4 separate regions of the Sus scrofa genome follow, and all the other regions are linked to region 3. The links are chromatin contacts, called in public Hi-C and HiChIP or PLAC-seq maps. All regions are on one chromosome and are shown on one strand. The core of a region is the stretch at or near the end of the contact, and the rest is flanking DNA. Distances in the headings are between cores, read along the strand shown.

Region 1 (7,100 bases), core at 2,047-4,546, 250 kb after region 3:
AGGAGGAAGGAGTAGACTATCTTCTCATATCTTACCATGTTCTCACAGATACAATCTCACACGGCTCTGCAGTGGAACATGGTTGTGTGTAAGAGCTGATTCTTGAACTGTGGAATTGTTACAGGCGTCTCTTGTGCCTCAACTGAGAACTGAAGGCTTGTGAAAGCTAGTTCTGCCCTGGCACATTTTTGTGAGGCCCTCTAAGGCCATCAGTGGAGGTCTCCAGCAAATTACCTCTTTGCTTCCTCCTAGTTCCCTAATTGCAAAGGGAGTAAAAGGGGAGAGTCTAACATTTTGAAGAAAACTGCCTTGAGACAGGAAAATGGGCACATTTGTTTTACACTCCGAGGGATCGTGTATTTCAAGGGTCTGTGGAGACTCTGTAGTCACTTTCATTTTCTAATGTCCTAATGTGTAAACCTAAAACTTTCCAAACCTATGTCTTTGTTAAAAGCAAAATTCTATTGGAAATGTGTCCCTTCTTTTTCACCAGAGTAAGCCTGTCCTCAGAGACAGCTGCAGGCCAGTCCCTGTCTGTGTCTTCCCCATGGAGCATATTGCCTTGGGGAGGTTCCATGGGGACTTCCAAAGCCATCCATCAGCAAGTGACTGACAGCAATCTTGGAAAAAAAAAAAATGCACATGGCCAACCAGGTTGACCAGCATTCTGGACATTCCTTGGTAGTCTTCTTCAAAAGGCTAGTTTGCTTAAGTGTCCATTGGGGTAGACCAGCATAGGGGGATCTACTGTATAACGCTGCTTGCCACTAGGAAAGTCAAAAGAGCAGTAACTTGCTGCAAAGATGTACTGAAGTCATCCTTCAAGCATCAATACATGGCCATTTGAGAGGAAGAGAGGGCAGTGGGAGGAGTCAGCTTGGAGTTGAGAATACAGCTGTAACGCATTCTCAACTCCAATGGGAGGGTGGGCTTTGGAGGCACTATCAACACTTCCAACAACATTGGTCACTTACACTGAGCACTTGAGGGCAAATGTGAACGTGCTTCTACCTGACTCCTAGGCTCAAGCACATAACTGCTACCACCAGACCACACATGTCCTCAAGATACATCCTTTGAGTTACTTTTTCAGGAGTGGCAATGGATGGATGCTGAGTCACTCAAGCTTTCATTTCCTCCAGTGGTTGTGAGCGTGGACTCTGGAACCAGTTCTGTCACGTACTGTCTGTGTGACCTTGGGCAAGTTACTTAAAAATTCTCTGTGACTCCAGTTCCCCAAATATGAAATGGTAATAATTATACTAGCTACCCCATAAAGTCATTTTAAAAATTAAATGAGTTTAGAAATGTAAAGAGCTTAGAACACTGCCTGGCTTATATTATGTACTGTATGAGTGTTAGCTATTGTCATTCATTCACTTATTCATCCAATATTCATTTAAAATCTCTGCTCTGGACACTCCTAGGTGTTAAGAAGTAAAGACAAATAAGACACAGTGTGCCCTCAATGGGCTTCTATTCTATAGTATAGGCTTGTGTTTTATTTCTCTCTTTTTGCCTAGCATAAGAGTTGTGAGACACTCAATATGTTTTTGAATGTATGATTGGATTGGGGAAATAGGCAAATACACTGATAATTTCAGTTATATGACTATATTTAAGTGTCTGGCACATAGTAAGTACCTGGTACCACATAAGCATTATTAACTATTTTAATTATTAATTTTGTAGAATAAATGCTGAGACTGAGTGTGCAGACAGGAGGCTGAGGGTGAGGAGGTGGAGGTGCACTCAGGGAAGTCTTCCAAGAGGCAGTATCATTGAGCTGAGTTTTGATCAGCGAGTGGGCGTTAGCCAGTAAGAGAAGAGGGCTAAGTGTGTTCCAGGCAGAAGGAACATTGTGTGCAGAGCTAGAGAGGCGTGAAATAGCACAATACATTCAGGGAGCTCCGAGTAGGCAAGTACGACTGGAGCCCCATCCTCGTTGTGACATACAGGGTGCATTTGTTAAACGAATATTAGAGGCTGGGAAGTGAAACAAAACAAATGAGACATCGAATGTGTCACTCTGGCCTTCAACATTAACTAAGTAACCAGTTATGGACTAAGTGGCTCGGGAATGTTAAATTGTTTGGTATAATACTTGCCCTGGTACAAATGCTGTTAGTCTATAAAGCATTGCTTTAGAGTCAGCCCCTTCTTGTCTTCTGATAGAGGAGTCAAGTCACTTAATTTGTCCGTTTTTTCAAAGTAATTGAGACAAAATAAAGTTGAGGGGATCATGGTATAGATGAATTTGTATTTTTTTTTTGGTCTTTTTGTCTTTTCTAGGGCCGCACTCGTGGCATATGGAGGTTCCCAGACTAGGGGTCGGAGCTGTAGCCACCAGCCTACGCCAGAGCCAGAGCAACGCCAGACCCAAGCCGTGTCTGCGACCTACACCACAGATCACAGCAACTCTGGATCCTGAACCCACTGACGAGGCCAGGGATCAAACCTGCAACCTCATGGGTCCTAGTTGGATTCGTTAACCACTGAGCCATGACGGAAACTCCAAGGTGAAGATGTTTTTGCACAGGCACATAGATTGCTCTAGATCGGGGGTAGCAAACTGTGGCCTAAGGGCCAAATCCTATCCACCACCTGTTTGGATAATTAAGCTTTTTGGAACACTGCCCTTCCCATTTGTTAACATGTAGTCCAGAACTGCTCCAGCACTACAGAGGCAGAGTTGAGTAGTCATGACAGAGATTGTATGGCTTGCAAAGTCTAAGATATTTACTAGCTGGCTCTTTACAGAAAATGTTTGCCAACCCTGCTCTAGAGTCATCTCTTCTAATCTTGATAAGTAAAATCCACCTAAATATTTAAAACAGGGATTGATTTGGATTTAGAACCAACATGGCAAACAATAGGTTGTTAAATTTTTTAAATTTACTACCAAGGAGAGAGACGATTGCAAATATTTTAGCCATAAAATAAACATGAATAAATGAATGAATATAGATTCTGTGGGCTGGTCTTCAAATTTGACTCTGAACTTCCTGGCAATCAGGAAAAAAAAAGATTGGTTATATGTATTAGTTACTTATTGCTTCATAACTATACATTTGTGGCTTAAAATAGCCACCATTTAGTATTTTTCATGAGACTATAAATTGGCTGAATGGCTCTGATAATCTCACCTGAGTCCAGCTGATCTTGGTGGGCTTGCTAATTCATTTGTGGTCAGCTGGTGTGTTAGCTCTGGGCTGGTTGGTCTGGGATAGCTTCAGCTAAGACAGCTCCTCTCCGCCCCCAATAGGATCTCTCGTCCTCCAGCAGGCTAGCCAGAGCTTGTTCACTAAGCAAAGGCAGTTTCCAAGAAAGAAAGTGGAAGTGCACACTTGAGGTTTAGGCTTGGAACTCACACACTGTAACTTGCATTGCATTCCAGTGGCTAAGGCCAGTCAAACGGCCAGCCTAGATTCAAGGTGTAGTGAAAGACTCTAAGTCTTAAAGGGAGGAGCTGCAAAGTCACATTGCAAGGGTAGGGAAAGAGGAGGGAGAGAACAGGGGCTACGATTGAAATCAATCAGCATCTAAACCTGCATGTATTCCAACCATAAATTTTTTAAAAAAGTCATCTCTGTGGTCTAAAGTGGAAAGGAGTATTCATCATACGTCTTTTCAGCCCCACCTACAGATATGAATCATCATTGTCTTCAGCTAAGAGGACCAATATCTTCTTGCTAATGACAGATGCAGAGGAGTAGAAAGAAGCCTGTCAGAAAGAGGCTTCCTATGAGGCCCAGTCCCCCATTAAAATATCATCTTGATGAACTTCACCAGGGAATCAGACTCAGTCATAATGGGTTGAGGGGATAAGGAAGATTGTTATCACAGAAGTAACCAAGGGCTAAACCAAACCTTAGCCTTTGGGATTACGGACCTGCAATATTCTTGCTGACCATTCCCACTCCCCCCCACATATCAAGTGGGGTTAAAATTGGTCACTGTATTCAAAGGCAACATTGCTCTCTGTGGATATGGATGTGATTGAAAACATGGCATCAATAGTCTTTTAAAAACTCCCTAGCTGTGATGATTTTTGAAAAGTTATTGCTGGAATATCTTCATTATTACCAAACACCGTAATACATAGTATTAAGTATAAAGAACAACGACGATGTCAGAAATCCTCCTTAACTGTGCTCTGCCTGGTACCCGGGGCTACCAGTAAGAAGAAAACATAGGTAGCCCTTGCTCCTTAGAGTCTGTTCAGATACTATTTATAATCTCCCAAAACTCAAAAAAAAAAAAGAGGCAAAACATTATAAATAAAAGCAAAACTCCCAACATTTCAAACAAAGCCACACAACCTAGGTTTGAGAACATTCTCTGGCTGAGAGCCAGCCAGGGTGCTCGGCCTTTTTCTCAAGAGGTTGACACATTCATACGTGGCCTTCCAGGAGCTGCCACCCTCAGACTTCTGTTGCAGCAGCAGTAGTACATGGGGAGGAATATGACAGAATTTAGGAAACTATTAGATGCCTGTTGACTCAGACATCAGGACCAGCTGTGAAGGGAAATCTATTTCAATTGGATACGGTGAAAAAGAACCGAGCTGTTGACATTATTGAAGAGGTGGGGACAAAACTTCCAGGATGTTTGAAGATGACCAGTCTCTGGGAGGCTTGGGGGGATGGGGAGGAGGTAAAGCTGTCTCAGGAAGGCCAAATGAAGCTTTCAAATGTGGTGTGGAGAAAATCAGAAGTTAACCTTGGGCAGGTCACCGGAAGGTGAAGTGATATATAAAGTACCTGGTGGGGTACTTAGAAGATCTCAGCAAACGTTGGTTCTTTCCCTTTGTAGCTCCCACCTACCTTCGAGATCTCTTAAAAAAAAAAGACCTGCCAGGCAGCTGCGATTGGAAAGATGTCAAATAGGATGAGCTGCTGAAAGGTGGTTAACAATCAACAAAATTAGGTGGATGGAGCAGGGCATGTCACCTCTCCTACCCCTCTCCTCGTCACGGCTTGGAGGCAATGTGAAGACATTTCTTCCTTCCTGCAGAGGAAGTGTGTGTGTTCTCTCAGACCTACCTTGGCATTCCTTGATGTCTTAGAGAAGCAGATGACCCCGGCTGAGCAAGACAGTCAGCAGAACAGCAGCCCTTGATGCTGCAATTGGAAATTTCCATTCTTGCTTGTAGCTCTGAAAAAAAAAAAAAAAAAAATCTAAAGAGCCCAGTAGCTGGGAAATTTCCACAATGGAAAATTTTAACATATTCTTTAGCTCTAAACTATGCAGGTTTATAGAGACAATTTTTTTCTTTTGGTAATTTCCTTCTTTAACAATAATTTATGAACATGGTAACACTACAGCTATGGGAATAAGGAGGGCAAGATGACTTGGAGGGGAATGGGTATGGTTTGGCTAGTGGGAGGCTGTGCTAAGATACACATTTGACCACCTGAACCAGAGAAATGCAGATCACTCCAAGACCCGTGGTTGGGAACTCATCCAAAATAGAGATAATTTACCCAGGAGCACTGCAGAGAAATCTGTTTGGAAACTGGAAGTGGAAAGTGAAAGGATACCACTTTGGAACAGGAGATGGTGTGTGTTCTGTTGCTGAAAAACGCAATCCCAGACAGATCTTTTCCACCACTGCTCCTTAAACCTAAATGCGCATTTGAATCACCTGGGAATCTTGCTAAGCTGTAGATTCTGATTCAGTAGGTATGGGATGTGGCCTTAGACTCTGTGGTTCTAACTGGTTCCCAGCTGATGCTGGTGCTGCCCTTCAGTGGTGCCCTTCTGAGGACCACTCTGAATAGCCAGGCCATAGACAACAGGTCTTCATCAGTGTGAGCCCAGCAAAACACAGTCAAAGGGCAGCTGGAAGTGAGCTCCCTTGGGGTTGTTTTCTCAGATTACAATGCTACGGTCTAAGAGAAGAACTGAATGTCCTTTGGAAAGATGCTTTATGCAAGTCTGAATAAAGGGGATCTTTTGAAATGCAGGGATGCAAATAGTTCCCAGAAATCTGCTTACTCCAGCAGATTCAAGTTGGTGGTTTCTAAAACTCAATACTTTTCCAGAGAAAACCCTAGAACAAGCTGGCGAAGATTCCTGAGTGATTCTCCAGCATCATGGCATGTAGAGAGGAAACACTGATGACCTAGCTCCAATTACTGAGGGAATACTGTTGGCCAGAAGGGTATAATGGGGAAAAGGGAGCTGGAAAATAAATTACATCCATCCCAGCCAGAGTCACTGTCTCACTTTTATTGAAATAAAATAAAATGGGAATAGGAAAATTTTCCTTTTTCTTAACAGCTCTCTCACCTTTGTACTACCTGTTTTTCAGAAAGAGTCAGAGAAAGAGCAAGAGAGAGAGTGAGAGAGAGAGATCAAAATTTGTATCATCTTTATTCCATGGTGTTACCTCCACTTGAGCTGTAATTTATCTGCTATGTGCATCTTTAAAGCAACATTTGTCCTATTTTTCATTTTCCATTCAATTGAGTTTTGGATGGTTATTACTACTTACTTTTCAAATTAAGGTACACAGGAGCATATGGGGGGAAAAAAGGAAGATTACCGTGATGAAAATGTAGTGTTGAAATCAGAGTGTAATAAGCATGAAATGAATTTGATAATAAAATAAAAAGTATTAAAATATATATTAAAAGTAAATACCTATGCTAGTATCCTAATATCTACATAATATTTAGAAATTCTAAATGGCCTACAGGATTATTTAGAGATTTGGAACTTAAAATTTCTAGATTTTCAAAAATGGCACAGTGATTTGGCATTGAAATAGACACCCTGATTATTAAGTAAAAGAGATCAGTTTTTGTTTTCTTCTTATCGTACGTTTCAGTGAGCAATTATTCACCATAGAGCTATCTTACAAACCTACAGCCAATCAAAAGAATGTGCTTGATCCACCTAACGTCACATCTACTTAATAATAAACACAATATTATAATAAAAATTAACATGATGGAATGCCTACAACAAATGAGGCATTTGATCATCACAATGAGCTTGTAAGGTGGGTACCATTACTATATAGAAGAAAAAGTGGGATTTAGAGAGCTTAAATAAATTGCTTGGGATCTGTGCATTATAGCCAAGAAGGAATA
Region 2 (6,567 bases), core at 1,352-3,851, 160 kb after region 3:
CCCAATATATACAAATATCAAATCATTATGCTGCATACTTGAAATTAATATAATATATATCAATTATACCTAAAAAAAGAACCAAATCTGATTTTAAATCAATCAACATGTTTCTAACCCTTTTCCTAGTTCTGATTTTCTGCCTACATGCTTTTTCATTTTATGTATTTTTGCTGGAGAGTTACTTCAAACCCTCTCTGAAAAAAAGAAACACCCTTTAAGAAATCCCACCAAATTCATGTAAAAAAACACAAAATAGAAGAATCATTTGAAACGAATGTAAACACCAACACAGTAGCTTTGGATCAGATGTCAAGACAAATGGTTCCATTACAAACTTTAAGAGGAAAGGCTATGCAGAGGGGATTCAAACAGGGCAGGGGTCGACTATTTTCAGGTTCTCACGTCCTTTTTGGCCCCCAAACCCTAAATGCCTAAGGAATGTGACAGTAACAGGAGCAGGTTAGAATCTGGCAGTGAGAATCATACAATTGAGAAAAAAATTCCCCCAGATGCATCTGCTATACTTTCCCCCCATTCCATCATTAAAACCCCCAATCCCTGCCCCAGTTGAAATCCCTGGGTTAATTTATTCCTTTAATTTGTTCACCATTTAACAGTTCATTGAGCACCTATTCTATCACTGTCAGGAAGTGAATATTTTTTACTTCTGCACAGTCAAAGCTTTCTGGGAAATTTACTGGGACCTGGGTTTAACGACCAGCCTTCAAACTTAAAAAAATGACTGCATAGATAGTAAAAGACTAATCTCCCCTGAGGTAGGTGTTTACATTTCAGAAGGATGAAGAAACCGGGGTTGTGGAGACATTCCAGAGTTACAAACTCAGAGTCTCTTGGCTTAGGTGACTGAGCTCAGTAACAACCTGTCCCTGTCCCAGGAACCTTGTGTCTACTTTCAGGATAATGTGAATAAACACAGGTACTAAAAACTTATCAGCAACCAGCACCAGGCTAGTTCCTAAGGACACAACTGTAAACAAGAGAAAGTTCTGCTCTCACAGAGCTTGTGGTTAGTGGTGGCACCGACAAGTAAATGACCCATCACAACATGGGATGGCAAGTCTCTGTCAGGGATGTACAGGGAGCTGGGAGAGACGGAAGAATTGAAGCTGAGATCAAAGGGGGAGGAATGAGCTACACGCTTTTGTCTGCAAATAAAAGAAAAACCCCAAGCTTCACTATTTTCATACAACAAGAAATCCCCCAAAAAAGGATGGCTCAATCATGCCAGCCAGGGCACAAGTTCAACCTGTTTTCTGTTCCTCCATCCTTAGCGTAGGGACTGGTGCTTGGACCAGCTCCCTTCCAGCTCAACCCACAGGGGACAGAATGTCCGTCGCAAACTTTTTTTTCCAGGGAGGAGAACCTTTCTGAAAGCCCATAGGCTTTTCTTCCATTTCAGAGACCTGAACTGGATCACATGCTCATATTCAAACCAATCAACTGGCAAGAATGGAACCTTCATGACAGCTGGTAGCTGGGACCCCAGCCCACCTTTCCTAAAATACAAGGACATGCAGACAAGAGTGGTTTCTTGAGGAAAAAAGTTGAGGTTCTGTTAGAAAAGAAGAGTGATGAAAGGTTGCAGAGGAAAGCAGCCAATAGGATGTGCTACCATCATTAAGAAAATATTTTCCTTTTTTAGAACATTATATTTAGCACTAATAGGAAATACTAAGAAACACAACCTTATTCTCAATCAATAGCATACACATATTTTAACTTTTTAATTTTAATATAGAAAACTACAAAGAAATGAAACTAATATAGTGGGAATGAAGTACCACAAAGGCTGGGGGATCACAGAGTCATAGAGGGAGATGAGAATTTAAATAACTAGAGACAGTTCTGAAAGAAAGGGATTATAAAATGATGGAGAGGTTGATTATGTTTAAAGGTACAAGGGTAAAACTTCAGGGGTGAGTGGGTGTGTTTTTTTAGCTCTAAGAGAGTCTCCGTGCAGAATACTGAGAAAATGCACAGCAATATAAAAGCCTGTGAGGACAGAAGCCCTGAGTGTCTGTCCTGCTGTATAAAGACACTCATATATATCTGTTGAATGAAAAAATGACAAAATAGGCTTGGATTTGAAATACTATTTGACACTACCAAAGTTTTCTAGTCAAAGGACACACAGGACCAAAATTATTTCTGATGTAAAACTATAGTTTTCAATAAATAGACTGGACTGGAGGAAATGACCAATTAGGAAGCCACTAAAATCATCCAAGCCTAAGGTAGTCAGGGCCTAGATCCAGAGGTTCAAGAACTTATAACCAGACACACAAATTTTTTAAAATGTATATGTAAAGTATACATACTTTGCTTATTTTATTTACAAATAAATGTCACAAGCACTAAAGAAGTGCATTGCATATTTTGACTCATTTATTACTGCATTATGAAAATAAGGATGACTAATTTTAAATCTAGTTTATCTGATCCTAAATGTTAAGAAGTTTTTTCCAGCATTTCAACTGGGTTTTTTACCTTAGGTTTCTTTTTCAACTCCAACAGGAAAGGTGCAAGAACATGAGTCCTTCAGAATCTTCGAGTCTGTGGCCTCCTAGTGCTGGCCGTTTAGAATGACAGCTTCCGTAGCAAACGCTCATAAAAATAGCACACTCCTTCTGTCCTCTAGCTTTTCTTCTACACATACATAGAGTAATGACAACATCTCCTGAAATAACATCTCAGACACTACTCACATGTCTACAACTCAGGTAAACAAAGCATCTACAAAGCTAGCAGTCTTTAGATCCTGCATGCTTATGTCTCAACATTATTTCCTATAACAATCTCTGAGAAGCTACTGCCAAGAGTTCTTTCTGTTTTACTTTCGTTTCAAAAAAGTTTTAATTAGGTGTTCCTGTCATGGCTCAGTGGTTAACGAATCTGACTAGGAACCATGACGTTTCAGGTTCGATCCCTGGCCTTGCTCAGTGGGTTAAGGATCTGAGATTGCCGTGAGCAGTGGTGTAGGTTGCAGATGCAGCTCGGATCTGGCATTGCTGTGGCTCTGACGCAGACTTGTGGCTACAGCTTCGATCAGACCCCTAGCCTGGGAAACTCCATGTGCTGTGGGTGTGGCCCTAAAAAGACAAAAAACTTTTAATTAATGTTTGCTCCTATCTTGTAAACCATTTAGTCTTTATTTCACCCTTGGCAGCTTTATTTGTTCACTCTATTTCTCCACTATTCCCTGTAAAACTTAACAGTGCTTCTACCTGTCAAGTAAATTTTACTCATCTCTGATCTCCTGGCTGGACTGAGGGTATTGCCACTTCATTATGCATACCTGACACAGCTCTTGCCAAATAGCTTCAGTCACACACAAGTGGGACTCTACCTCCAGCCAGACCCTGAGTCCCACAGCCGCTCTGGGAGGCAGCAGAGACACTCCAGCTAACCTGAGAAAAGGCCACCAAGTCAGAGAGGAAGGCTGTATGCTGGCTGGGACTGCTGTCCACTGAGATGTGATCAGCACAAAATATCCAGATGTCTGTTTCATGCAACCATAAAGTTTTAGAGATATAAGCAGCATTAGTTTTCATGTCATCTGAACCTTTCATACCATAAATGACAAAATATTTTGGCAGAAGAGCTAAACAATCCGGTCAAGGCCACATATCCTAACTATATTTAGACATCTTGGGATGAGTTTAGGGAGGAATAAGTGACAAATACATAAAATCTAAGCAAACAAAGTCTTCTCTAAAGAGAGACTAGGGAAAACAAAAAGCTGTTTTGGAAGGAAAAAGTAACCATGGATTATTTGCTTTAGCTATGAATAATGTTTTCATAGAATAACATAAACATTGATTATTACTCAAAATTTAATTATAATTATAATGAGAAGAGAGGAGGGTTCTACACATAGAAAGAAGGTGCATAAGAAAGATAAATCCTCTGCTTCCAGCATAAGAAGTCAAAGGTATCCCAAAGACTAAAAAATTAAAAACTGGAAAAAATGCAATATGCTATTTAGAGATTTGGAGGTAAATAACAAAACAAGTAGTCTCAGAGCTGAACTCGGGAGAGCAGGGGCTGGGGTGGAGCGAAAGCTGGCGGACTGCCGAGTTTTGCAACAAGCCTTGTACAACTGCTGGACTCTTTCGATTCTGTGCTTGTATAATTGAGATTAGAATTAGATTTAAAAGTGGCCAAGCAGAGACAAGAACCTAGGGTTTCTCACTGTATAATACTTTTTAATAATTATATATTTTTTCACTTAGAGAAAACACTGATATTTCATCTAAACAGTTAAATTTTCTATTTTTCTTGTTGTGGCTATTGTATTTTCATTGAAAGCAAAAAAGAAAGTAAAGTCAAATATTCACCAGCTGAACTGAAGACATATGGATCTGTACTAGGTTCTGGGAAAACACAAACGAATAATAAGACCTTCCTGCAAAGAGTCACTCTGTTTTAGAGAAACAAACACATAAATAACAGAAAAGCAATGAGATAAGCATCCTAACATTCACCAGTTCTGTGAGGCTTGGTTTCCTTATTTGTGAAATGCCTCATTGGGTTTTCATGAATCTTTAATGATTCAGTAAAGGATTCATATAAAGTTCTTAGAACACTGCCTCACAGATCATAACAAAATAAGGCCCAAAAGACAAATCCTTACCTGCCTAATTTTAAAGCCCATGTTCATTCCACTACATCACATTTCTAAAATAATGCTATTCTTTTCAAAAACAAAAACATTTTCCTCCCCAAATAGTATCAAGTAAGTGGACAAACTGTGACTCATTACATACGAAGATATAGATGTAGAAAAAAATCTGAGGATAAAAAAAAAAATCTTTTCTTGGGAGTTCCCGTTGTGGCGCAGTGGTTAACGAATCCGACTAGGAACCATGAGGTTGCGGGTTCGAGCCCTGGCCTTGTTCAGTGGGTTAAGGATCCAGTGTTGCCGTGAGCTGTGGTGTAGGTTGCAGACACAGCTCGGATCTCGCGTTGCTGTGGCTCTGGTGTAGGCTGGCGGCTACAGCTCCAATTCGACCCCTAGTCTGGGAACCTCCATATGCCACGGGAGCGTATATGGGAGTGGCCCTAGAAAAGGCAAAAAGACAAAAACAAAAACAAACAAACAAACAAAGAATCCAAATACAGTGGCTCAGGTCACCGTGGAGTATGGGTTTGATCCCCAGCCTGGTGCAGTGAGTTAAAGGATCCGGCATTGACAAAAAATGTAGTATATTACAGTAAAATGTAAGAGTGATCTTCAACAAACAGAAAGTCAATTGTTTATCACTAGATGGCACCATAAGGGATAATGTTTTTGAAAAAAAAAATTTTAAGATAAGGTTCAACTTATCAAATTAAAAGCATACTTTCTTGCAATAGAAGAAGGTAAGTTACATTACTCCTTTAAGTTATCTTATGGCTTTGAAAATAAACATATGGTTTAATGGAAAAGAAAACAATGACATAATCCAATTATATTCTATTTTTAAACTACTCTGAGATCTTAACTCTTCTGATGTCTTCTAAGCAGAAATAATTCTGAATGTCTCTCTTGTTTGCAATACAACAAACAAGTACATGAAGTACAAGTAGCAACTTGATGTAGGTGGAACTACATTTCCCAGAACCCTCAGCTATAAATGGCTTTAGGCAGCGTTGTCCAAAAAAGGAATTTACTTCAGATGGAGGAGGCGGCAGCCGTAGTCTTTCTTGGTTAGATGTGGGGACAGACACCAATGCTGGCGAGTTCCAGCTTGTCCTCACACCCCTCTGGTCTGTGTTCAGCTATTCTGCCCAAACATTGAACCGACTGACCCACAAAGGTCCTACGCCCCCACCAGATGCTGCACAGGACACACAGAGGTGGCATTCTAGAAATATTTTTTCATTTTTTCAAGTTTTATTGAGGTATAGTTGATCTACAATTATTGACCAAAAAATGTCCAGTCAGCTGTAATAATGCAGTAAACGAGTTAAGCTCCTCCTCACACAGCAGCTTCAATGTATTAAGAATGTTTTGTTAATTTATAGAAGTATATATAACCTTTTGTATGTATCAAATATTACATAACTTTTTTTTTTTTTTTTGCTTTTTTTAGGGCAGCATCAATGGCATATGGAAGTTCCCAGGCTGGGGGTCAAATTGGAGCTGAGGCTGCTGGCCTATGCCACAGCCAAGGCAACATGGGATCCAAGCCACGTCTCTGACCTACACCAAGCTCCCAGCAAAGCCAGATCCCCAACCCGCTGAGCAAGGCCAGGGATGGAACCCTCATCTTCATGGATACTAGTTGGACTTATTTCTTCTGTGCCACAATGGGAATTCCTACGTAACTTTTTTTAAAGAACAAAAGTATACGACAGGACAATCAGTGATAGTCAAAATTTAGTGATATTTAAGTAAGTTGAAACCACAATGTCTGAACAAAATAGTGAGCTAAGAAATCTATCTCCACCACTTGTTTTTCTTTTCTTTTTTTTTTTTTTTTTTTTTTGTCTTTTTTGTCTTTGTTGTTGTTGTTGTTGTTGTTGTTGCTATTTCTTGGGCCGCTCCCGAGGCATATGGAG
Region 3 (7,137 bases), core at 1,257-3,756:
CTTTACGGTTTTAGAGGCTGACCTCTGTCAATCCTTGCTTGGAATCGGTCTACCGATAATATCTTTGCCTGATCTCCCCCTTTCCTCCCAAGAAGTAGCTTATCTGAGTTAGTACCTGTGTGCTGCCTTTTTCACGTCAAGGGCTATTAAGCAACCTCCGATTTAACAGCCTGCTTAAACTGGGGGCAGACTGACGAGCCGTGTAAGCTTTGAGATCGGAAAGACCAGGATTCAGATTTTCCTTACGCAGCTTGGACAAGCTATTCGATCCTTTTTTGAGCTTTTGTTTCTTTATTGGTAAAGTGGAAATAATAGTGTTGATTCTCAGAGTCGTGAACCTGTAAGTATCTCAAATAAGGCACAGGTACCTAGCTCTTCAAGAAATGGTACCCCCCACTCCCCATCCCCTGTTCCTGGGAACGGGGAACACTGAAGAATCATTGGATAACATTTCCATAGATGTGACAGTCAGCATGTGGAAATTGGTAGGAAAGACAAGTATTGGGCATCAGTGCGTAGAAGCTGTGGATCTGGGGGCTTCTCTGGAGGAAAGGATAGCAAATCAGCCAGGGTGTCCGAGTCCAGGAAAAGACAGAGAGGATCAGAAGCTGGGATGAGGTACTCCAGCCACGTGCACCTGTTCACAAGTCACAGGTTCACCGAGATTATGAGGTACCAGGAGGTGAATGAGGCTCAGAGGCCACGAGAGCAAACAAGGCAGGTGAGTCCAGTGTAAGCAAACCGATGACGACAGGATGTGACAAGGGCTCCGAAGGAAAACAGCGTGTATGGAACCAACTTGGGCCACGTCCGGGGGACAGTCCATCTCTCGTGGAGGGGTTAACCAACAGCCACGCGGTTAGAGCCAGCACTGTGGATAAAGACAGACCTGTTACAGTCCGTGGGCAGGCGTTCACTGACGGCCTGGCAGGCACCCAGCCCTGGGCTGGACACCCCAGAACACCCCCTAGGGAGACGATGTGGATGCCCTTGTGACCTGGCCGTCCAACTGTGGAATGAAGCGGAGGGGTGGGGAGGTGTCACAGTGCGCACGCAGGGGAGGGGACCGCGGTCATTTAGGGCGTGGGGCTGGTGGGGGGAGTGGAGTGGGCTTCGAACAGGAAAGGGGCCTGAGAGAGATCCCCTGACAAGGTGGGGAGGGGCCTTCGCGTCCGCTTTGAATACAAAAACCTTGAGTACACAGCTTTCAGTTCCGTTTCTATACCCTAAGCGTGTAATTTTCTGCTAAAAGAATTTTACTCACGCCTTAAAATTTGAGACACTAGCTAGATGACAATTTTTAAAGTACGTACAAATGCAAGACAGCCAGAATTTTCAAGAATGCGAGGAAGTTAAACCAAGGCCCAGGCCTTTCTAGGGGAACATTCTGTGCAGCTCGGGGAGGGCTCGGGGCCCAGGAGCGCCATCCCCGGGAAAGGCCGGGGCGGGGGACACGCCAAGCACTTCTCCTTCCCCGCGCTGGTTCACCTGAAAGACGAAGGCAACACCGGTGATGAGGTGCACGAAACATGGTGATTTTTTTCTTCAAGTCATGCTAGAAGCTGGTCACGGGCTGGTCTTCCCGGCGGCACCGTCTCCCTGGACTGGGAGGCAGCTGGCATTTACTGTTACTGGGACTGAGGGACTCGCTTCTCGCTGGTAACAACAAAGCCATAGATGCAGCCCCAGCGCCTCCCGGAAGGCCCCTGCAGCCCTTGAGCTCTGACTGGCTCTTCCTCCTCAGGTAAGTGACCGTCTCTCGGCTCAGGAGGTTGTCCTTATACAGATACATCGTCCTCCCAGGGCTCCTGGAAGCGGCGGGCAGAGGGCCAGGAGGAGAGAGCTTCCTCCGCGGCTCTCATGGGTGCAGAGGTGGTGGGGCCAGAGGACACGGAGGCGCGTGGGCCCAGCGGGAACTCCTGGGGCCTGAGTCCTCTCCTCCAGGCTCCTGGAGGCTCCCTGCCGCCGCCAGGCAGGAAGGGTGAGTCACTGCTCCCGGCTCCACCCCTTTTGCTTCGCTCCCAAGAGGCACTTCCAAGCTTCTGGAGCATCTTCTAAAACAGCACATTGACTCAGTGCCCCAAGGAGCACAGCGTGTTCTCAGAACATTGCTCAATTCTGTCTCCTGCGGGAAGGAGTCGGCGTTTGTTTTATTAAGAACTAGCGTGAAATAGTTAGTTCTCATCTACAAAAGGAGAAAAGAAAAGTGGGGGGGAGTAGGTCGAGTCTCCCATTTTGGCGCACAGATAGAGACAGTGTTTTTCTTATTTCTGGGAGCCCAGGAGCTAATAAATTGGCCGCACTGACAAAGGAAGTTTGGGGAAAGCTGCCTATGACGAATAAATGACTGATTTGTTTCATTTTGTAAAAATGAGGCTCTCCTTTCTGACCCAAGTCATTTTCTAAGCATTCCTCAAAGGGCAGCGGCCTCTCCCGCTGGGAGGCCAAGGGCGCCCTGGAGCCTCTTCCCGGGCTTGGACAGGAGCCGTGCGGTCAGAGGCGGGCGGCCTGGCTCCCGCTGGCCCTCCTCCAGTTCCGTGACCTCTGGCCACCACCACCCAGGTTCGGTCTCTCCATCTCTGACACAAGCAGCTGTGTGTGACAGTTTCCCTTTTGCTCTAAAACAAGACGATTCTGAGATGCGACACCTCGGCTGAGGCTGGCTCTGCTTTGGCCCACATCTCGGGGGCCTGAGTCGTACACACGCCCGTGTGTGCAAAGCCGGCCCTGCCAAGAGAGAAACATTCCGGATCATTCAAAGCCATGAAGAATGTTGGCTCTGACTTCAGAAGGGCAGGATAAACAAATCCGTGCCCAGGCGGGCACTCGCTGACTGGCTGCCTCTGCCTTTTTAACTCATCAGGGCCTGAGAGCTTCCCTAAGGCCTTCTGACGCCAGGATGCGTCAACGCTGTCATGTCGGTCCCTTCCCCGGCTTTTTCACAGGCGCAGGCCGTCCTCAGGTGGGGGCAGAATGCTCACCAGTCTTTCACCGGGATTGACTTTTTTGTAACCTCTCCCCCAAATCAGGTCAGTTCTCCCTTCCCACATAGGTCAAAAAATAAAGAATAAAGCTACCCTCCTTTAAAAAAAAAAAAAAAAAAAAATCCTCTTTCCCCAAACCACACGCCCAAATGCAGTGAATCTAGAGATTCTTTGGACTGGAGTGGATTCTAAAGTCAATTGAACTTCCAATGCATTTCGATTTGGCCTCCTATTGATCTGAAACCACAAAGGTTGTAGGAGACAGGATATGGTTCTGGTCTCTGGTAGAATCCGCTTGAATTCTTCCCCGGAGAGAAAGTGGGAACCCTTCGACTGTCCAACCAGATTTCTGTGTGGCTCATGGAAAGTAAACAAACAACATAACAGAGAAAAACCCAACTTCCAAGTCACAGGCTCACAGCATCTTTGGGAACTAAGTAGTTGAGGTCCAGGGACTTGCTGAAAACCACCCCAGGACAGTGAGAGCACGCAGACACGCGGCGCTCAAGGCCATTTGCCCGAGAAGATGACTGGGTTTGGGCCCCCAGGGACACTTCTGCTGCAGAGAATTAACTGGGCGTGTAAAGGAACAAAGAATTCGGCTTTTTTTTTTCTTTTTTAATTAAAAAATTTCGTACTCAAAAAGCAAGAGACGTGATGCTATTTTCTCCCATTCTGAAATCTCACAGGGGCGAGGGCATGGGCAACCACATCTGTAGCATCTGCATTCGGGCAGCTGTCTGAGTAACTGTCACCAGACTTTTTAAGGTTTTACAGAAACTGAGTTGGGAGTATTTCCCAAGAGCCACTGCTCAGCAGTGAAAACGTGGAGAGCTTACTGTTCTGTCTTTTGGAAAATCTAATCAGCTAAAATGATGACTTGGTGGTCTGACTTGCTGTCTTTTGCTACTTGATAAAGGCCTTTTTTGCCAGGCAAGGAGAGAGAGTATGGTTAGCTTGTTTTTTCAGACTGAGGTCATCTCTATTCATTGGTGTAGTAAACAAGCCAGACTTAGGGGAAAAAAAACCACCCAAAAAACCCTCCTTTCAAAAGCAACACTATATTTCTATCTTCTCTGTGATGAATTAAAAGCAGGATCATTTTCAAAAAACAACATCCATCAGAGTATTTAGGAATGATAAAGAAAACGTGTTAAAAAAAAAAAGACCTAAACTTCATTTATTAATTTCCAAGAATAACTCTCCAGATCATTTTAATCCTTAAGCTCATTCCTTAAGCGCTTGTAATTTACAAGGTCAAAAAGAATCTTAAGACATTATCTTAAACTCCTTTGCATTCCATTCTTAAGGGTATCCGTAAATGGATAATTTTGGTGTGTTCAAATAAAACAACCACGGCCCGTACGTTTAATTGTGAGAAAAATGCTTTGGACTCTGCCAAAGACCCAGCTAGAAACTATCATTGGGACAGTTTGCTTCTGGGTCTCCAGCTGCCTTTACTTCACTTTCTTATCAGCTCAGTGATGCCTCTAGATGCACAAGGAATCTATTTCTCCTGGGCTCTGGGCTCTGCCAGGGCGGAGAGCTCGCCCATTTGCCTGAGCCAGCCTCACCAGGGCACCATTCCCAGGGCAGTGACTCAGCTCTGGAGGCCACCTGCTGCGGGGGTGCTGCCCCCTTCCGGGTCATTGCCAGTCACGAGGGTGGAGGGACAGGACAGAGCTGAATGGACCCAAAGCCTCAACAGCTCAGAGCCAGGTCAAGGGCAATGCCGGAAGGAGAGCCGCTGTTTACGGCAGGTCCAGCCCCGCAAGGTGAAGCGCTGTGCAGTCGAGGGGCTTCACACCTGGGTCCTAAGCATCGTGGTGACCACCTGGACCATGGGCTGTGATGCAAACTGAGGGCAGGGCCACAGGGCAGCTCCCACATTCCACACCACTTCCATCAGGTCACTGTGGTTGTCAAAAGTAATCCACAGCGCCCGCTGCCGACAAGATACCCCGCTGCATTTGAGGTCTTTCCACCACCTAAATCCATCCTAAGTCCATCCTTCTGCCAGGGCATTCTCTCTCCTTCCTTTAGACAAACCCTCTGCTCCAACTAAAACAAGCTGCCCCCACTGCCTGGCTCTGCAGGGCTCCCTCCCTCTGGTCTGTTTTCCTGTTTCGAGAGACCAGCTGGGTTGGCAGCAATCACAGGCACAGAGCTACTCCACCTGGGGTTCTCCGCCCATTTTAAATGTACGAAGCCTCCCAGGCCCAGCCCAATATTCCCTGCTTGCTCTGCAGAGTCTCCCTGGACCACTCTGGCTTGTCACCCTCTTCTGCACTCACAGCATTCATGTCTTAACCCTATAAAGCCAACCCATGTTACTCAGCCCCTCTAACGTGTTAAGTCCTTTCGGTCAATGACAAACGCTTAAGGGACATGTGCTCCATGTCGCAGAGCGTCAGGTGCTGGAGGGAAAAGACACGGTCCCTGCGGCGGTGCACGTCCCTCACAGGACAGAAGCGCACGAGCACCGCCCTCCACTCCATGGCAGAAGCTGCCTGCAGGGTCAGCAGGCTGTACTCAGGGTCTCTAGGCTGCTCTGAAAGGAAGAGGAGCCTCTCAAAGGAGGGACAAAGTTGGACAAGGAAGGGAGGGGGGGAGGAGAGAGTCTTTCAGGGAATGTGGGCGCTACAGAGACAAACGGCACATTCTCTTCAGTATTTCTGTAGCTTTGGAGTCAGGGGGGTGGGTTCTGCGCGACTGGCAGGGTACCTGTGCTGTGTGACGTGGGTCAACAGGCGGCCAGGCTGGCTTCTGTCCTTTTGGAGTGGAGAACCTACACGATTCATTCTTGAGCCGTGTGTCTGGCCATTAACCACACACTGCCTTGCGACACGGTCATTTCTGCTGCTGGTTCCCTAGCGTGGCCTGCACTGTCCCGTCTCCTCCCCGGCTGGGCTGTCAGCTCTGTGCAGGCACAGAGCTCTCTAATGGGCACTGCGGCCAGCACTGCGCCTCAAACCCACAGATGGTCGGAAGCTCACGTCTTTTCTCCTTCCTTGCTCTTTTCAAAAAACTAAAGTATAGTTGGTTTAGCATACGTCTTAATGGACACTTCAGGATGCGCTTTTGCCATACTGTCTGTCAGTAAGTAGTTAAGCAAATCAGCAAATAATTCCTGAGTCCTAGTAGTTAAGACCATCAACAAATAATTCCTGAGTCCTAGACGATGGACGCTAGCTAGGGCACATGTCAAAAATGGTGTGTGGTCCAGGTGGACAGAGTCCGGACAGCCAGGGTAAAGAAGCTGGAACTCTTCCACAGAAGCGCCTCGAGTGAGAGTGGTGTGGCTGAAGCATGCTCAAAGATGACCGACTGGGCAGGAGGAGAGGGGACTGGGGCTGCCCTGAGAGGTGACAGGTGATGGAGCACCTTTCCACCTGCACTGTCCGGCTGCGTGCCTTTACTCTCGGCCCAGCTCCGTCACACCCAAGAGGAACACTCAGTGATCTGGGTCTTCGCCTGTTTTATCCTGTCTTCTTTATTCCTTCTACGAGTAGCAAGCGACAGTAACATGCCAGACACTGTGATACAGAGAAAAAGTCTCCTCTCTCAATTACATCACATACATCACATTATCTAACATAACGCAGAAGGCTCCCTGGAGGAGGTGATACCTGAGACAAATCCTAGGTAGGAATAAGCAGGTGTCAGCAGGTGAACAGACGAGGAAGAGAGAGAAGCACAGGTAAAGATACAGTCCAGGAAGAGAAGCAGGCCTCAGGATCTTCTGAGAGAAAAACTGGAACCTGGAAAAGGAGGAGCCATTAAAGGACTCTGAGTAAGAGAAAGACAATCAGATTTACATTTTAAAAAGATCAGTTAGGAAACCAGTGGGAGAACTTATTGGAAAGTTTTGACTTTGGAGGCAAAAGAGGGCAACATATGGATTAGAAAGATGCCAAAGCACAATGATTCAGCACTGGAGATGGAGTGACATGTGTAGAGAGAGAGTCACTGAGAAAATCTTTTGAAAAGACCTTCAAAATTAATCTATTTCAGGTAGGCTCCAGCAATAGGTTACATACGCACTGCCAGTTTTGGCCACAAGAGGGCAGGCTCACACAGCTATTCTAGAGCTGGCCCCTCCAGGGAGAAGGGAGAGGATTTCTGGTTTGTTTGCAAAAAACTGGGAACACTT
Region 4 (7,130 bases), core at 14-2,513, 200 kb after region 3:
GATACGACCTGGAAGGTACAGACAAAACCATAGTGGCAGTTTTTGTGTTACTTTTCTGACCACATTCTTTCAAATGGTGAGAAGCAGCTGATCTGCTGTAACATGCGTATATGGGTTTGGTGGGAAATCAAATAATCAGAACAACACATTTTCCTCTAATCATAATGACCATGCTAGTAGACACTAGAAATTACATATGGATTTACATATGTGTGTGTAGAGAGAGAAAAGTGTATGCCTTTATATGATATTTTGACCAAAAACTTTGTCGTCATTTCTAGCATTTAACTGAAGCATGTAACAAACACTTTGACCCAACCAAGTCCAGTTATGTGTGGAGACTGTAACATCGTTTTGAGTGCCTTCCTGTTATTGAATCACAACCCCCAATCCCAAATCTCTGCCTGAAAGTTTGTGTGGACCCTGGGATTTTATCCTGGAAATGTAAGCCAAACAGCTCTTTCTATGTTTTAGTTCATGCTTTTCCATTTATAAGGACAATTCCCTGTTGGATTGGCAGAATAAAAAGAAACTTCACAGGAAACGGAAGAGTGAGATGGAAGAGCATCCTCTCTTTGGGCTTTGCCCTGACTCTTCCTACCTCATCAGTTTTCCTCATCAGCCATGATGCATGATCTCCACTACATTCCCTCTGATCCCTTAATGTGTCCCCCAATATTTCCCTCCCTATGGAATGCCTAATTCTTCCATCCCTTTCCCCTTTTCTGTTTTTGCCTCCCAATTCAGACCCGCACTGCCTGGATACTTAGTTCAGGCCTCCCCACATTCTGCCTCCCAGTCCTCCTTCCCCAGCAGGTCCCCTCCTCCCCTTCCCAGTTAGGTCTCCCTTCTCAGCAACTCTACCTCCTTACCTCTCTTTGACCTCCTTTATTCTCCTTCACAGTCTGGCCCTCGACTTCTCGGCCTCTTCTTGCCCTTCTTTCCCCGCAATGTCCTGCCTCTACAGGGGTCTCCTTCACACCCTTCTCTCAGGTCCCATCCCTTCTGACGCCGAACCCCAGCATTCCTCAAGGGCTTGGCCTGATAGGCTTTAGCCTGATTTTGTTCCTGTGGCCCTGGGCTGGGAAAAGAGTGTATGGTGCAAAGTGGGGGCAAGAATCCCCTTCGACGGTGGCCCCTGCCTGGTTCCCCCTCCGCCCCTCCCAAGTCCCGGTTGCGGCGCTTCCTGGGCGGATGGCTGGGACTTGCTGCAGCAGCTGCGGTTCTGCTGTGTCATGCAAGAAGGAGGCGGCGGCGGCCGGAGCAGGAGGGGGAGGAGGGGAGGAACCTGATCTCTCCGGTAGCGAAGGGCTGGAGGCAAACACCGAGTTCCCCCTGAGCCGCCCGGGAGCAGGGAGGGCTCCGCTACCCCGGGGGGCCCTCCCCGCGGGGCAGATGGTAAGTGGGGTGGCGCAGGTGGTCGCCTTGGGAAGGGAGCGCGCAAGGGGGGGTTAGGTGGGGAAACGGGGAGAACTAGAAATCACCCCAGCCAAACTGAAGGAGCCCAGTGTCCAGCTGAAAGGAACCCGGGCTGTAATAAGGATGACCAGCAGCAATAGTTACCATTCAAATAATACCCTGCAGTGGACCCAGGCTTCACGGAGTTGTGCATCCTGAACCAAGGACTGAGCTAGAGGCAATGAATGATTCAGGGTTTGAGAACCACCAGCCCATCAGCCCTGGCGCTTTAGGGTACAGCTGAGTAGCAAAAGTCAACATACACATATTCCTATAGCCTGGCTGAGCTTTATGGGTTGTCTTGTTTAAAACTAGGGAAGGGGATGGAAACCTGCCCAACCTCACTTTAGCCACGAAAATAATGGTCTTGGCCAGTGGCCTTGGACAAACAGCCTCTGGTGCAATTAAACAATCAATAGAAAAAATAGCTTCATTCTCTTTACCACTCTCCTTCCCCAAGCTTCTTCAACCAGAGTAATTGATTATACTTAAAGGAGAAAGAAAACTCTGCCTTGCGTTCCCTCCCACCCTGCCCTCTCTGGGCATCCACCCTACACAAACTGCCCGCCCCACCATTGACCCCCACTTTCAGACCATGAAGGGACTGCCTTAAACTCTGAACAATTTCACCTCTGCTGCCTTTTAGCCCTTTCCCGGGAGGGGAGTCAGAAACATGGAACTGAGAACAGTGACCACAGAGGCAGGCTGGAGGAACATTACCTCTTTACCTGAATGCAATTCTCAGGACAACTTTTTAAAAAATTATTATTCTTTTCCATTTTGCTCCTGGAAATTTCAAAGCACTTTCTGTAACATCATTTTTTTTTTTTTCTTCGTCAGTCATACATTAGCAGTAAGGGGTTGGCGGGATTAACTGAAAGGCTAATGACTGTCTCAAAAGCACATGCTGTTGCTAGGGAACTCAAGCTCATCCTGCTCTCTAATCACTAGCATGTTATGTGGAAATCAAACTTCTCAGGGTGTTATTAAAATGAATGGCATTTGGTTAAAGGCGTTCTCGCTTGTGTTGTAGCATCCTGGATTATTATCGATTGCCTCACACCCACATATCTTGTTTTCCTAATTTGATTTCTGAATGTGCGTCACTGCTAGGGACACACAGACTAGACCAGTCAGGTTCACTTCCTGTTTCTCAGAACCGGTTTATATTTGGTCTCATAGCACTAGCTGGTAAAACATTATCAAACCGATCCTCTTGGAAAGAAAATCTGTGCTTTCTGTGAAAACAAATTATCCCAATTAAATTCTAATTCCCATGGAAAACGTCATCATTTGAGGAATAAAGCAGACTGCCAGTGGCTATTTGAGAAAGCCATTCTTGAAATGTAAAGCCTAGAAAAACTCATCATCTTTATTTCTCTTACCCAGAATCTTCATTCCTGAGCCTTAGAACTAAAACAAACTCAAGTTGAAAGGAGATTTAAGTAGGATATTTCTAAAATGAAGCTCAAAAAATACACACTGAAGCTGGGGAAATCATTTAGACTAAATATGGCATAGAATTGAATAGAATCCAGGCCCCAGAAGCACAAATAAGCTTGGGTTAGCATTGGGGCGCTCAGAGAACAGAATGTGATTACAAGGCTACACGACAAATAGGAGCCCATTTCTTTGTACTAATTGTCTCTTTTACCATTTCTCCCGTGTCCCTGGATTAAGACAGCCTTGCTTTTTTTTTTTTTTTTCCAGTTCCTTCCTTTTTATAACAAGGATATCACAAAGGTACTATCATAAAGATAAGCGCTATATAACTAGTTAGATAAGTTCTGATGTAGATAATTTGTTTAGATGGAAAATAAAAGGGTATATATGGCATTGAGGAAGGGTCAGCTGACTGAAAGTCAGGGAATTTTATAGACTGGGTGACCTTGGGTGATCTATTACAGGTCTCCTCATGTCCATTTCCTCATGGAAGCTTAACAAAAGTGCTGAGCTAACAGATCTCTAATATTCCTTCCATATACAAAACTCTGTGATTATACTGAACTCCCTACATAAACATTTCCATTTTAGCTGAATTTTGCAATGTTAAATTTTGACATTGAAACTTTAACACCTATCCATAGAGATCTTAGAGGAAATGACAATGGGAAATGGTTTTGCTGTTGCTACATCACGTTTTAGTGTCAGTTGCTAGACAATCAAATAAAATGGACCTGATTCCCAAAAAACTTACGCTCAGCTTGTTTGGGGGTGTTGCGAAAGTAACAGGATGAGGTAGAAAGAATGGAAAACTGTACCGAAAGATCTTTCAATCATTTTAGATTTAGTTAACCCACATTATTTTGATGAGCAAAATAGTGGAATGACGAAGAAGGGCTCTTCAGAAAATAAATGATCCACTGAATCCTCATGGAGTTAATAATCTATGTGCCTTTATTTTAATTAGTGATAGGCAAAAAATATACCTAGCACGGATTTTTGAAATTTTCAGGTTCAAGATGTTAAGAAGTAGCATGAAGAAATGTGAGGTCTGTGCCAGAGAGAAAAGATCTGACTTTGAAACCCAACTCTTTGAGTGCCTGATGTGTGTCAGGTATTGTGCAAGACACTGGGAATACAAATTTGACTAAGAGAGTCTGCTCTGAAGGACCTTGTAGTTTAATAAGGAGACAGATGAGTGCACAGGTGATTACACGATGGTGAGATGTTAACCACTGGGGCACTCATTGGAAGTGCACTTAACCTTGACTGGGCATAGACAGGGTCCCTAACCATAGAAGATGAATTCAGAGAGGAGGTTTGAAGCATAGTAGAAATAATCCAGACAAGTGGATTATTTAAAGAGAAAGGCAGTCCAGGCGAAGAAGGTACTAGGTATTAAGTCCTGGCGGTAAAAAGGTGTACCCAAAGAGTTGAAGATAAAGGACAGTGCCCAACAAGGAGTAGATTCTGTCTTGTATGAATGCACGGCAGAACCCAGAAAGATCAGCAGGGTCTTGTATTATGAAAATTATGTCTTCCTAAGAAGTTTCAACTTCTCCTAAGGCCAGGGGAGAACCACTGATGAATTTTTTTTTCCTGTCTTTTCTCTTTTTAGGGCCACACCCACAGCATATAGAGGTTCCCAGACTAGGGGTCCAACTGGAGCCGTAGCCTCCGGCGTACACCACAGCCACAGCAACGCCAGATCCAAGCCGCATCTGTGACCTACACCACAGCTCACGGCAATGCCGGATCCTTAACCCACTGAGCAAGGCTAGGGATCAAACCCATAAAAAACAAGTCCCACTGTATAGCACAAGGAACTATATTCAATATCCTGGGAGAGGAGTTCCTGTCATGGTGCAGTGGTTAACGAATCTGACCAGGAACCATGAGGTTGCGGGTTTGATCCCTGCCCTTGCTCAGTGGGTTAATGATCCGGCATTGCCGTGAGCTGTGGCGTAGGTCACAGACGTGTCTCGGATCTGGAGTTGCTGTGGCTCTGGCATTGCTGTGGCTCTGGCATAGGCCAGTGGCTACAGCTCTGATTTGACCCCTAGCCTGGGAACATCCATATGCCGCAAGAGCGGCCCAAGAAATGACAAAAAAAAAAAAAAATCCTGTGAGCAACCATAATGGAAAAGAATACGAAAAAGAGTAAGAATCACTTTGCTATACAGCAGGAATTTACACAATATTCTAAATCAACTATACTTCGATACAATTTTTTTAATTTTGAAAGTATTGGGAAGAGAAAATAATGATCTGTAAGGTTAAAGATGTATAAGGAAAGAAGGAAGTAATACAAAATTATGGATTCTTTTAACCTTCAACTTGAATGGCTTCACCATTCTTCTCTTTTCCTCAGTTCTCATGTCCACTCCATGGAGAATTTAGGATAAGTTTAACCTCCAAAACACTTCCAAAATCTGTCTCTTTCTCTCTCCAGTGCCATCATCCTAATACAAACATCGTCTTTTGGGCTCCTATAATAGCTTCTAATTGGTTTTCCTGTTTCCATTTTTTCTTCCTTTCTCCACAGCACAGCTAGAGTGACATAAATCATAAAACATAAATCAGATCATATGGCTTCTGTCTTAGACGATAGCTTCTGATTGTTCTTGGAATAGAGTCCAGACTCCTTTGCTGGCCTACAAAGCCTTATTGGCATCGGAGAACACCTCTTTAATCTTGTCTCCACCACTCTCCCTCAACTCCAATTACAATGGTCTTTTTTCTACTCCTCAAACACATTAGATTTGTTCTTGCCAAAAGTATCCTTCCTTGTCCCTTCCCACCCATTCTAAATATTTTTTTATAGTGGTAAAACTTTATTACTGTTTGTTTTATTGCTTATAATTGAGAACCCCTGTAAAATGTAAACCCCATGAGGATTCCTGGCATATGGTTCACACTTAAAAATATTCATTGGATGTTTGTAGAAGGCAAAAGAGAGGAGCGATTGATTATCAGAAATTAAAGGCATCAAGAATCAGAGCCTTGGAGTTCCCGTCGTGGCGCAGTGGTTAACGAATCCGACTAGGAACCATGAGGTTGCGGGTTCGGTCCCTGCCCTTGCTCAGTGGGTTAACGATCCGGCGTTGCCGTGAGCTGTGGTGTAGGTTGCAGACGCGGCTCGGATCCCGCGTTGCTGTGGCTCTGGCGTAGGCCGGTGGCTACAGCTCCGATTCGACCCCTAGCCTGGGAACCTCCATATGCCGCAGGAGCGGCCCAAGAAATAGCAACAACAACAACAACAACAACAAAAAGACAAAAGACAAAAAAAAAAAAAAAAAAAAAAAAAAGAATCAGAGCCTGGTGTGGTGGCGGAATGGCCAGTGATGATGGATTACTAGGCTTTCAAGATTCCAGAGTGGAAGAGTTATTAGCTGTGTGACCCTGGAATTCACATTCTCTGAGCTTTACTTTGTAGTTAATAATAATATATGCCTCACAGGGCTGTTAGGAAAATTAAGTGAAATAGTATAGGTATAGATAGAAGGCAGTCTTGCCAAGCTATTTTCAGGGAGTCAGGACTTCTGCAAATCAATTCATAACCTCTATGTTGAACTTTTCATGTTAGCTTCCCTCTAATGGGGTTAACATTTGAGGATTACTTATTATTTAGGGGAAAAAATTGACAAAATTATGCCTTTTAAAAGATACTAGGATTCAGGAGTTCCCCTGGTGGCTCAGCGGGTTAAGATCCCGACATAGTGTCTGCAAAGATTCAGGTTCCATCCCTGGCCTTGCTCAGTGGGTTACAGATCCGGCATTGCCGTGAACCGTGGTGTAGGTCGAAGATTCGGCTCGGATCCCTCGTTGCTGTGGCTCTGGTGCAGGCCAGCGACTACAGTTCCAATTAGACCCCTAGCCTGGGAACTTCCATGTGCCATAGGCGTGGCCCTAGAAAAACTAAAAAGACAACAACAACAACAACAACAACAAAGAGTTAGTTTAAAGAACTCAACAATTGAATGGAAATAGTGAGTTATGCAGATGGAGATAGTATCATGATTGACTTGAGATTTCTTCCAAGATCCAGTGCTTGAGTAGAGGTATCAATTACTAAGATGGAGAATCATAGGACAGGATCAGAATTATAGGGAAAGATGAAAAGTTCTGTCTAGGTGGAGATGTCTACTATGGATGTATGATATGACTTGGAAGCTCAGAAGAATTGCTAGAACGGGATTTATAAATTTGCAAGAAGATTGCCTAAGGAG

The links. A called contact is a pair of places that touch in the nucleus more often than the background predicts. HiChIP or PLAC-seq counts read pairs in DNA pulled down with a chosen protein or histone mark.
Region 1: a contact with region 3 is called in a Hi-C map of embryonic fibroblasts, with 4 times the contacts expected there. The contact joins two enhancer-like sites. A contact is called at or near these places in 2 of 47 Hi-C or Micro-C datasets (embryonic fibroblasts and fetal skeletal muscle) and 1 of 2 datasets of contacts at active chromatin or transcription factors (skeletal muscle).
Region 2: an H3K27ac HiChIP or PLAC-seq map of skeletal muscle shows a contact between it and region 3. The contact joins two enhancer-like sites. A contact is called at or near these places in 1 of 47 Hi-C or Micro-C datasets (skeletal muscle) and 2 of 2 datasets of contacts at active chromatin or transcription factors (alveolar macrophages and skeletal muscle).
Region 4: a contact with region 3 is called in an H3K27ac HiChIP or PLAC-seq map of skeletal muscle. The contact joins the promoter of MKLN1 here to the enhancer-like site in region 3. A contact is called at or near these places in 2 of 5 promoter capture datasets (both in liver), 5 of 47 Hi-C or Micro-C datasets (brain, embryonic fibroblasts, fibroblasts and 2 more) and 2 of 2 datasets of contacts at active chromatin or transcription factors (alveolar macrophages and skeletal muscle).

What each region holds. Positions count from the first base shown.
Region 1 is chr18:17,772,712-17,779,811 of Sscrofa11.1, reverse strand. The region is part of intron 2 of MKLN1 (muskelin); the gene reads left to right. It overlaps LOC106506781 (a long non-coding RNA gene), which reads right to left. Exons shown (of 12, transcript XR_002340361.1): 7 at 5,046-5,157. Among named protein-coding and RNA genes, the nearest start is that of MKLN1, 56 kb to the left of the region's middle. Within about 2 kb of position 3,296, at least 6 of the 83 cell types and tissues checked have an H3K27ac peak or open chromatin away from gene starts, as enhancers often do. A contact at or near this core is called in embryonic fibroblasts, where this site is marked.
Region 2 is chr18:17,868,910-17,875,476 of Sscrofa11.1, reverse strand. All of the region lies in intron 9 of LOC106506781 (a long non-coding RNA gene), which reads right to left. Among named protein-coding and RNA genes, the nearest start is that of MKLN1, 40 kb to the right of the region's middle. Within about 2 kb of position 2,601, at least 20 of the 83 cell types and tissues checked have an H3K27ac peak or open chromatin away from gene starts, as enhancers often do. A contact at or near this core is called in skeletal muscle, where this site is marked.
Region 3 is chr18:18,025,185-18,032,321 of Sscrofa11.1, reverse strand. LOC110257572 (a long non-coding RNA gene) reads right to left here. Exons shown (of 3, transcript XR_002340372.1): 2 at 1,489-6,745; 3 at 1-871. Among named protein-coding and RNA genes, the nearest start is that of MIR29B-1, 11 kb to the left of the region's middle. Within about 2 kb of position 2,506, at least 37 of the 83 cell types and tissues checked have an H3K27ac peak or open chromatin away from gene starts, as enhancers often do. A contact at or near this core is called in brain, embryonic fibroblasts, liver and 1 more, where this site is marked.
Region 4 is chr18:17,826,652-17,833,781 of Sscrofa11.1, reverse strand. MKLN1 (muskelin) reads left to right here and starts at 1,263. Exons shown (of 19, transcript XM_021078931.1): 1 at 1,263-1,398. LOC106506781 (a long non-coding RNA gene) reads right to left here. Exons shown (of 12, transcript XR_002340361.1): 8 at 1-8.